2 separate regions of the Gossypium hirsutum genome follow, and region 1 is linked to region 2. A link is a contact called in public Hi-C data. All regions are on one chromosome and are shown on one strand. Each heading gives the region's core, a stretch centred on a gene start, on an enhancer-like site or on the middle of the called end of the contact. The rest is flanking DNA. Distances are from core to core; before and after follow the strand shown.

Region 1 (5,832 bases), core at 66-2,565, 320 kb before region 2:
ATCAACAAGCATTAACAAATAAAACCCAATAGAGATTCCTTCATATGTGTCCTGAGAAAAAAATTTGGTAACATAAGATTGGACATGTAATTTTGAAGAATTCATACCTGATTGCTTAACTAATTTCTCATTGTCATTTGATGATATGAAATTAGAGATAGGTTTAGTTGATGAAGGCAGCCCCTTTTCATAACTTGACAATGATGGCCTTGATTCCATATGTGGTTTCGTACTGTGTTGAATGCATCACTAACATACATATCACAGACTATCTCATCCATTCTCACAAGCATTTGATCGAGCACCAAAGGTGCTTTTGGGCAAAAGTTCTTATGATCATTTTGTATTTTGCTTTGCAACCACTCCAAATAATTATTGGTTTTGGACTCCAAATGTACAAGTAATTGATCAATGACCTCATTTGATAGATTTATTCCATAACCAATCATAGCAAACATTGACGGCTCTAATACTTATTGATACGAGCCAAAATGTAGAGAGTAAAATTCACAGAGGAAAAAAGTAGAGGAAAGGAGAAGAGGGTTTAAGAATAAAAAAGAGAAACAGAGAAAAGAAAGAATTAAGAAAATGGATCTATTTATTTCATATATTGATGTTTATACACGTGATTGACTTTTAATTTTTATACAGGTAATGATCATATTACATGATTTTTTCAATATTGCCCATAGTAGTTACTACAAATACAATCTAGTTTACACAAATAACAAAAACTTATCTATTTTTTAAATTAGCCCATATCATAGTGTAGGCAAATAACTACTATATTTACTTTTGGCCTTTTAAAAAAATTGCCAAAGATGATGTTTTAGAAAGAAGATGGAAAAATGTGGTTGGGGTGAAAAACGAGAAATTAATGAAAAATTATTTTTTTGTATTTAGGATTTGGTTTTAGGTTATGTTTTTGGCCTAATCAATTAGTCTTCCTTACATACGTTGGACATCAAAGTTTTAGTCTTTTCAAAAGTTAGTATGTATTTTAGGTGATAAATATATAAATATGTGATATACTAATTAACAAATATGGTTAGATTCAGTTGACTTTGGGCTTGGAAAATTTTGTCCGACGCTAGGTCTAAATTAAATACGGACTTTTTTTGTTGCTTAAACTCATTTTTCAAGTCTAATTTTTTGTCTAAACCCATCTAAATTCAAATACATTCGAATAAGTCTAACTATGTATCATCTTAACTAAAAACAACCAAGTAAGAAAAAATAGAAGTAAATTTTTTTTTCTTAAACATTTGAATTAAGTTTAAATCTTGGTGCCACTCTAACATCCCGGCCCAAACAACATGGACAATAATGGTAATAAAAAAATCTTTAACTAAAAACATTTATTAAAAAAGAAAAGGCTTAACCCCTCTTATTTATTTTGGGGGTAAACGTCACCTGAATGGAAACTTTCCTCAACAAATCACAAAGCGCCGAGATCTGCCCTCTGCTATAGGATCGCCAATGAGAAGGGCCTCCTTCACCTCCTCCATCCTTTCTAGGACCCTCTCCACCGTTCACGACGGAGGAGCAGTCAACCTCCACCCTCGTCTCCGGGTGGCGCTCTTTAGCAGCAGCAGAGCCGACAATTCCAATTCTCGCCGCCATTGGTTCTTTCCGCTTCTCAATTCCTTTTCGAAAAGCTCTGGTCAAGCCGTCTCTCTCGGCCTTGTCGGCGTTGTCGCCTCAGTGGCCACTGCTGCTTCGGTCTACGCCAAGGAGCCGCCACCAGCTGAAATCATCCCAAAGGACGTTGTTCTTTATCAGTATGAGGCCTGCCCATTTTGTAATAAAGTTAAAGGTAGTATATATTCGTTTTTCTTCTTTCCGTTGCATTCGTACCAAATAAAATTGACAGAACCAATCAAATTTGAACTCAGAACTTCTTTTTTAAGCAAAAAGTAAATCCAAAAAATTATTTGGATAAGTAATTCTCACCTGTTTTGAATGATTAAATAGTTAGTTTTAGTGAGTTCTAAAGGAAACGATAATATGCTTACATTTTAACTATTCGCTATATATTACATTTTTAAATCAGACATGTTTTGGTAACTACCATGGTGATGGAGAGAAGGATTCTTTTGAAGAACTGAAAACCAAAAACATAACAAATGCATTATTTTTCTTTGATGAAACAATTATATTAGAATCTGTTTTGCATTGTAATCACTTTTTCCTTTTTAATCAGCTACACTTTTCTTTCTAGAATTTGCATTATTCTTAGCAACTTTAGGAAGTTGAAAGACAATAACATAAGGCTTTGCTTAATAGTGTGAAAAGAAAATTGGAAAGGTGGAAAATTGACGGAGTAGAAAAATAAAAAGATAGATGATATATATTTCCTTCAATTGATTTGCTTGGTACAAAAGATGGAAAAATTGAAAGAAAAAGTAAGTTTTTCCCTTCATTGCTTGATAGAGTTGAAAAATGAGGAGAAGAAAATAAAGCTTCTGAAAAATGCATAATTTTTAACTAACATACATCCCTTTCTCATTTCCTCTCCTCTTATCATTCCGAATTGGAATAATTGTTTTTAAGCATTAAGATTGAAAATGGTTCTCTCTTGTTTTCTTTCTTCCCACTTATCTCTTTCCTATCAAGTACACTTAGAGTTTACTTTCTTCTCATTTTTCCACCCATTCTTTCTGTTCTTCCATTTTTCTACTCAACCAAGCACTTTCTTAGTAACAAGACAACTAATTAAAATCTTAGTAACTTCATGATTCCCATAATGTTTATCGTCTCTCAGCATTCTTGGACTACTATGATATACCATACAAGGTGGTGGAAGTCAATCCCATTAGTAAGAAAGAGATCAAGTGGTCGGATTACAAGAAGGTGCCTATTCTGATGGTTGATGGTCAACAGCTGGTGGACTCATCAGGTTCTTGTTGTCAAAACTGTTTATAATTTAAGTTCTCATTGGATATTTTATATTACCCCTAAAGACCTAACAAGCTGTTTAAGTTATTGACTTTATTTAAGCTCATTAGTTGCAATGATGGACTGAACGCGCATGTGGAACATGCAGCTATTATTGACCAATTGAGTGAAAAGATCCTTCCTGGGAAAGCAATTATTTCAGTTGCTGATGAAGATGAAGAAACAAAGTGGCGTAGGTACGGACTGTCTTGTTTCCTATAGTAATTAAAATTTTATTTTTACTATATCACTACAATATTATTAGTTCTTAAGAACTCAATCTTGATATAACATTTGTTACCTTCTTAAGGAGGATTTAGGTCTTCGGTTTAACCCCAGCTACTTGTACCAGAAAACTATCTATATCTTATTAAAATTTCATCTTGCTAAGCAAAAGGTATTAAAAGAAACTATATGGGTGCACTAAATAGTTATTTTTTTAATTTATCTTATACTTTGAAACTAATTGAGATGACGCTTACCATGAAGTATACTAAGTTCAAAATAGTGCCAAAACATGGTATACTCTCGGAATAACAACCTGTCAACCACGTTTTTCTAGTAGTGTATAAAGGACTTTGTAGTCTTTTCAAATATCTTTTTACAGATACGAGCCAAACCAAACTTTGGCTTTTACAGTGCAGCAAACGAGAAATTTACTGGAATTTTCGGTAACTAGTTTAAGGTCTAAAATGTGAGATACGTGCCTTTCAACTGTAGAGTATTTGGGTGATTGCTCCTAGCATTCCTCTCAATTTTTTATTACCTGGTCTTGAAAGGTCAGAATTTTGACCTCAGTTATTGACCCTCTATCAAAGTGAATAATTTGTATAACTATTTATATTAATTGTCTTTTTAATTGAACCTCATGCATGAAAACATGAACTCTATGCTTAGCAAAGATGTTATGTTTCAGGATATATAAATGAGCATATATGAAAATACTTTTGGTAGTAGATAGAGTTATGTGTGTACAAAACTATACATAGGTCCTTTTTTCTTGTTTCTGAGTAGCTATGAGTTAATGATCTTGTACTGTAGAACTTTGGTTAATACATATTGCTGTATTAATGCAATTCAAAGTCTTCCTTTTTGCTTTAGCTGCTTTTAGAATAAGTATTTCATCTTTGGAACACTAATAATGATGTCCTTGTGTAGGTGGGTTGACAACCACTTGGTGCATGTCTTATCTCCAAACATATACCGCAACACGTCTGAGGCTCTTGAATCTTTTGACTACATCACTAGCAATGGTAAATTAATGCATAATTTTGTATTATACATATGTAGCTGCCTTCCCTCCATTTAAAAACCTTGCCACTTTTATATTATTTTAGTCAATGATTGATCCATTTACCCCTAAAGTTGGGAATAAATACGTCATCCACTATGTTTTCCACCAAGTCCTTTAATAAGTAGTGAGAAAGTAATTTTATCTATTAATGGATCATAGAGTTATTTGCATGTTTCGTTACTTGCATTATTTTTAAAATGCCTATGAATTCTTTTGTACTTCGCCAAGCAAATTGCAACATTTTAAAGGTCAATAGGCTTTGGAAACAATATTGTTTCATTTTTAATAATTAGGAAATGTTATTTTCCTGTCTCATTACTTCAAGTAACATACCATTTCCAATAATGAATTTCAAATAAAGTTTTACAGTCAATTTTTAGGAATAGGGAATTGAAGATGTGAAACAGTACAAAATATACTTGGATGGAAGACATTGGAATTAGTTATGTCTAGTTTCTTTATGCAAACTTGAATTTCTATGCTGTCTTCTCCTCTAAGTTTACAATGGATTGAAAAGAGTATAAGGTGAATTAAACCTCTGTAAATAGTGCTAGGTTTCGTACGCTGTTTACATGTTACGGGTAATATGAGAGGAGTAACGAGTAATATAATGTTTTGAGTATTGATCACACTAGAAATTGTACTAAATTTGTTAATTACTAAATTAAAATAACCCAGTCTTATCCAAACAAAAGATTAAAACATGTAAACTAAAACTAAATAAAAGAAAATAACAAAAATAAAGATTTGAGTTTAAATTAATTAATAGATGAAAGCCTACAAGACCTGCATACCAATAATTCTGAATTGAATTAGTTGGAAAGGATGTTTCAAATATATACAAGGAAGGAATATCGGAAAAGAGAAAAATTAAATTTAATCATAAAGGATAAATAAAATGAAAAAACCAACTATAAAATTATAAAATCTTGATCAAAACTTCAAGGACTTAGATAACCGAATAACTCTATTGCTTAGAGTTATCAATTGACCAAATGTCCAATCTTTTAATTTTGTAATCATTGAACATGTTTGAAGAAGGGTGGTAAATTGATCTGTTGCTTTAATTAAGTATTAAAATTGGACCGTATCCATAACTGCAGACGAAGGTGAGCTTAAGTAACTCCTTTATTTCTAATTTAGCTTGAGGCCCTGAGTACAAAATAAATGCTGAATCAAGCCTGAGCCTGAGCTTTCTGCTTGATGTACCCAACTTAGGGTACCAAGAGCCTAATGTGATATCTATAAGCATGCTTATGCATAATTCCCTTCTAATTATTCGTTCTCTGAAATTCCTTTTTAGTAATCTATTTGCAATAATTGTGTTTGGAAGTCTTCATCATGAGCACGTAAGATACTTTCTTTTCTACAGAATTGTTAGTTGAATTATGAATTACCTAACATCAATTATCACAGCTACCCTTCCTATTACACTCCCAGTGATGCTATTCTGATTACGGGGACCAGTAGCATGAAAGTTTTACTTGATGATCTCTATAGTCTAATTGTCATTACATTGGTCTCCATAGGCAAAGTTTGGTTATGGCATTTTCTGTCCATTTGATGCTATCATAATTTCCTCAATTTGTTACTACGACTTT
Region 2 (5,619 bases), core at 2,741-5,240:
TAAAAATAGACAAATCATTCTTTGTACATTAGATAAAAAAATGAACTAGTTATTCTATTAAAAATTCAATTCATTATTATTAAAAATTAATCCATATACATATACATTAACATAAAATATACATAGCACACTGTGTGTCATTAAATAAATTTTTTAACAAAAAAAATATCAGTTCTCTTTATTTTAACATATAGAATAATTAGCTTAATTTTTAAATAAAAGACATAAAATACTATATGAATAAACACTTTTTACTAAACATTTACCGCCTTTTGAATACTAACAAAATTTGGGAAATAACAAAAGCTTAAACAATACTATATCAATAGGACCACCTTTTGAGAAAAGTTTCTGCATTTACATTATTACATACATGGGCTTTCCTCAAGACAGTTTGGTCCACCTTAAAAGCTTCCATCATCATCAAATTCACACACTCATTTACTGTTTACGTAAATTAGGAAAATATCTTAAGACTTGTTTGATTTCATATCGAAACCTCTCATCATTCTTTTATCTTTCAATTTATTGTATGCATTTTTCAAAGATTCCTTACTAAAAAGTTTTAGCAATGCCAGCGAGTGAAATTATTATGTTACTGAAATTTTGTTATTTGTTAGAAGACATCACACCAAAGCTAACATTTTAAAGCAACTAAAACAGCCTGGTATTCAACATATAAAAAGAAAGCTGCAAAAGCAAAAGCAAAAGTAATAATTACAGCTACCAATATCCACCCAACATGAACCAAATAGAACAGATTTCCACCTCAAAGTATAAATGAAAAAAAAAAATACAATCCAACGACCAATGGAGAATTAGAGGGATAGAAGAAAAAAAGAAAATGACAATGACAATGGGCGCCTAGTAAGGAATATGAGACCGGGAGAGAGTCAAGCATACAACAAGGCCTAAGGCCACCAAACTTAACATGCTAATTATGGACATTCAAAGAAAAAAAAAAAAACAGAAAAATGCATTGATAATCCATTTAACCCACTTGCATAATGGTGTATGGTGGTGGCCTGCTTGAGCTAATCAGCTAACTCGTCCAGGGCCATCTTCATTGATCTTATCAGGCAGACTGTGGGATCAGATCGTCTCGCAAACTAGATTGACGTAGCTCCTCGATTCGGCTCCTCACTTGAGACATGGTGGGGCGCTTGTCAGGGTATTGTGCAGCACAATCAACAGCAAGTTGCAAGAGTTGGACCATCTCTTCCTCCACATTCTGATACCTGAGGAGCTCAAGATCAAACACCTCGGAAGTCCATTCTTCACGAACAACAGACTGCACCCACCTCGGGAGGTCAATTCCTTCCTCGTTCAAGATTGAATGGGTGGGGGCTTTCCCAGTCAATAACTCCAAAAGCAACACACCAAAGCTATAAACATCAGCCTTTTGTGATACTTTGCGGGGGTCAGTCACCTCTGGTGCCCGGTACCCCAGCACTCTATTGGGACTGGACGATGAACCTACAATGTTTGCCAGTCCAAAATCCGAAACTCGAGCTTCATAGGATTTAGTGAGGAGGATATTTGAAGATTTTATGTTTCCATGAGAGACATTAGGGCCTTGAGAGTGGAGGTATTCAATTCCACAGGCAGCTCCAAGAGCAATTCCAGACCTAATGTCCCAGTTCAGTGGAGTCCTTCCTGCCCCTTTATTCCCTGCATCCCAAAATTAACAGAGCAATGAAAGAAAAATTAAAATGTAAATACAGCATGAGGATATTTGTTATGATTACAGATTATGATGGAATCTCCAGAAATGGCAGAGAGATAAACGAAACATCAATGCAACATGAGAAGCTCATAACAAGAGAGGTAAATGGCAGAATGAGAAGATCAATGCAACCCCATTCAAATTGATTTTCATGTTTCCATGAAATACCAATGAAGTATTACGCTCTTTTAAGCATTCCTAATTTATCAGTTTTTTTAAAAGAGAACAAATCCATAATCCTCTCAGAGATGATGAAGACATACCAAATGAATCTTCAGGTAGATACAGTGATGACATTCAATAAATAGTGTTACAATTAAAATAGTACAGATTATGATAAACTTCTAAAGGATCCAAAGCTAAGAGTCAGATGATAACAAATAATGGTAGTAAAAAAAGGAGTGACTGAGACCATCTCCACTCCAGCATCAACAGATGATGAAGAATGGAAATGATAACATAAATCTGAAAAAAGCAAAACAAGAATAAATTATCCAAGAATAGAATGAAATGCTCTCACCATGCAAAAGCGCTGATAAGCTTCCCATGGGCATGTAATCATAAACAAGAAGCTTCTCATCCCTACTAAAATAGTAAGCTCTGAGAGGGACCAAATGCTGATGATCCATAGCTCCAACCCCTTCGATCTTATCCTTAAATTCCCTCTCAGATATAGTGACATCCTTGAGTCTCTTAACAGCCACTGCGTTTCCACCTTCCAACACTGCTTTATATGCTGTTCCAAACGTGCCTTTACCTAAAACCTCTGCAGAAGCTCTCAACAAATCCTCCAAATCAAACACTCGCGTTGCATTCCCAAAGAAGACCAACTTCTTAGCTCCGGTCCCACTGTTTTCCGCCGCTTTGGCTCCACCACCCACCATTGCTGCTACTGCCGCCGCTGCCACTGAATACCCATTCCCATTCCCATTCGCATATCCACCATTCTCCATTTCCCCACCTGATTTCTCCCCAGGAATCTCCATTTCTTGATTCTTAAGCGAAGTGATGTCAATTGACCTCGATTGCTTGCTACTCTTCTTTCTACATAAAATCATTAAAATCACAACAATCAGAAGAAATCCGAGCACAGATCCAATAACAATACCTGCAATTGCACCCCCAGACAACTTGCTCTTCTTCTTTTTCTCTGGTTTATTCTCATTCGTTGGATTGGCGGGCTCACTTGTATTCCCAGGAGCAGCAGTAGCAGTGGCAGGGCAAGCCTTGTCAAGTGGTTTCCCACAAAGCAAATTCCCCAGAAAAGCATCGGACCCATATTTCTGTAACCCCTTGGGGATTGAGCCGTTCAACAAATTATTTGACACATTAAATTGGCCAAGGTTTTGCAAAGAACCCAACTCAGGTACCGACCCAGAAAGACTATTGCTGTCAAGAAGCAAAGTTCTCAACCTCGTCAAATTGTTGAACCCAACAGAGACTTCCCCAGAAAAGTTGTTCCCAGAAAGACTTAGCCTCACTAAATCATGAAGACCAAACAGGAATTCCGGTATCTCACCCGAAAAATGGTTTCCCTGCAAGTAAAGGTTTCGGAGGTTTTGACAGAGAGCAAGATCCGAAGGGAGTGGTCCAGTTAACGAGTTAAGACGTAGACTGAGGGTGCGCAGCTGAGTCAAGTTCCCGAAAATGCCAGTCGGAATTTGGCCAGAGAGAGCAACACCAGGTAGTCTAAGCACTGTGACGCGGTTCCGCTCGCACGTAACCCCAGCCCACGAGCATGGACTCTGGTTCGAGACGTTCCATAAGAGGGTTCTGCCTCCGACTGAGGAACGAAGGCTCAAAAGAGAAGCTCTGTCGGTGACAAGATCTGGTTTGGCCACCTGCAGTAGGAGTGAAGAAAGAATGGCAATGAAAAAAAACTGGGTGAGCATTTTGGGTGATGGCGAAGACAAGGAGAACAAGGATAGGAATATAATAGGATAATGTGGGTGGGATACTGATCTGAAACAGCTTTCTTTTCTCCCTTTTCGGCCTAGATTGGAGGCATTGCAAGAAGAAAAGAAAAAGTGTTAATGAGAGAGCATTTTTTCTGTGTTGATAGGTAAAGAGTGGGTGGGCAGTGATGAGTGCCAAAAAGGAACAAGAAAGAGAGAGAAAGAATAGAGTGAGGCAAACCCTAGCTGTTTTACAGTAAGGATGGCTGCAGCTGGTTCGTCAACCCCGTTTCCCTTTTTTTTCTTTTCTTTTTTGTCTTTCTTAGGTTTTCTTTTATTATTATTAAATACGTAAATTAAAACGTTTTTAGTACAAACAAGAAGCTATTCGTTTTTGGCCTTTTCCTACTGATGCATATTCAGTCTTCGACGCTTTAACTGCTGCAACCCATTAATTATAATTAAAATAGTCACTAATTCCTCTTTATCCACAATTATATCTCGGAATTATTATTATTTTTCATTTCAAGGTAGATGGATGAATGTTATAAAATATGAGTATATTTTTAAGTTAAAATTAGTAAAATATATTTGATTAAATTTAATATTATTATTGGTGTAAGAAAATGTGAATTTGATTGTGTTAGGATGTATTACTTTTTTATTTAAGAGTTAGAGAAAGAATTAAAGATAATTTTAAGCATGATGAAATAAATAAAAAAATATAAATTTTTATGATTATAAAGTGTTTTTTTTTTCAATTTTAGTGATGGATAAAGTGGCGGAAAGTTTTTCCTCTTATCAAATTCAAAGCCTTCTTACTGTACGAAGCATGATTTTGTTGGCAAATAATTGATATGGGAATGTTTGGATGAGATTTTCGGTAATAAAACAATTTTTTTATGTTTAAAAATCTTGTTTTGGGCAGGTAATATTGTGTTATTAATGACAGATAATCTCACTATCACATGTTTTTTAAATAATTTTAGCAAAGTTGTTAATTGCAGTAACTAAAAAGTTGTGAGCATGTTGTTTTTTTTTTAAATGAAAAATTAAAGAGTAGGTTTTCTAAAACAAGTATAATGATTTATTTGGCCTTTTAATGTTATGAAAAATATTTTAGTTTAAGAATTTATATTATTTGTTAAATCATCTTAAAATAGATAGAAATATTATATTTATTAATTTTATTGACATGATATTCACGTGGATGTCATGTTAGCAATTATTTATTTTTTTAAAAATTAAAAAATATTTTTTATAATGTTTTTAAATTTTTTAAAATTAAAAAAATAATTAATTGATAACATGAAATACACGAAAATACCATGTCCATAAAATTAACAAACATAATTTTTCTATCTATTTTAAGGTGATTTGAGAAATGACACAAGTTTAAGGGTTAAAAGAGATAAAAATTTAAATGGAATGCTAAAATATTTTTTTTAAAAGTTGGAGAGTCAAATAAGTCATTATGCCTATAAAAATAACAACTTCATTTGCCTTCTTAATAACTTTGATTAATTTTCATTAAAACCAAAAATGAAAAAAAAATTATAAATCAACTTTGATTAATTATCTATTTAACAAATTTATATTATTTTTATATTAAAAATATTTTACTCTTATATTACATTTTGTTTGTGGCTTATATGTTCTTAGTTTTTAATTTATAATATTATTAGTGAGGTTTTTGTATTATCAATTATTTTGTCTTAATTTTTCCCATTATTTTTATAATCAATTTTCACTTTTAGCATTTTAATAAAAAATTTAACTTCATTTATAATTAAAAATAATTTAATAAAATATACTTTTAAATAATTTTAATTTTCGTCGATTAAATGTCAAAATTTTATATTTTAACCAAATAAATAAAATAAAAATTTACTCTTTATTTAAAAATCCGATCCGACTCGATATTGAATATAATTGAAACCCAGTCAGAAGCCTTAAACTCCATTTACTTCACTGAAAATAGCTTCCAGAAAATAATTT

The links. Hi-C and Micro-C count contacts between places; a contact is called where the count stands out from the background.
Region 1: a Hi-C map of leaf shows a contact between it and region 2, with 2.2 times the contacts expected there. The contact joins the promoter of LOC107887034 here to the promoter of LOC107887191 in region 2. A contact is called at or near these places in 10 of 34 Hi-C or Micro-C datasets (callus, hypocotyl, leaf and 1 more).

The regions. Positions count from the first base shown.
Region 1 is chrA03:47,125,923-47,131,754 of Gossypium_hirsutum_v2.1, reverse strand. It overlaps LOC107887034 (prostaglandin E synthase 2), which reads left to right and starts at 1,315. Exons shown (of 6, transcript XM_016811167.2): 1 at 1,315-1,816; 2 at 2,765-2,899; 3 at 3,047-3,134; 4 at 4,096-4,190. The coding sequence starts at 1,480.
Region 2 is chrA03:46,806,160-46,811,778 of Gossypium_hirsutum_v2.1, reverse strand. LOC107887191 (probable inactive receptor kinase At1g48480) reads right to left here and starts at 3,990. Exons shown (of 2, transcript XM_016811356.2): 1 at 2,247-3,990; 2 at 744-1,671. The coding sequence starts at 3,618. The coding sequence ends at 1,076.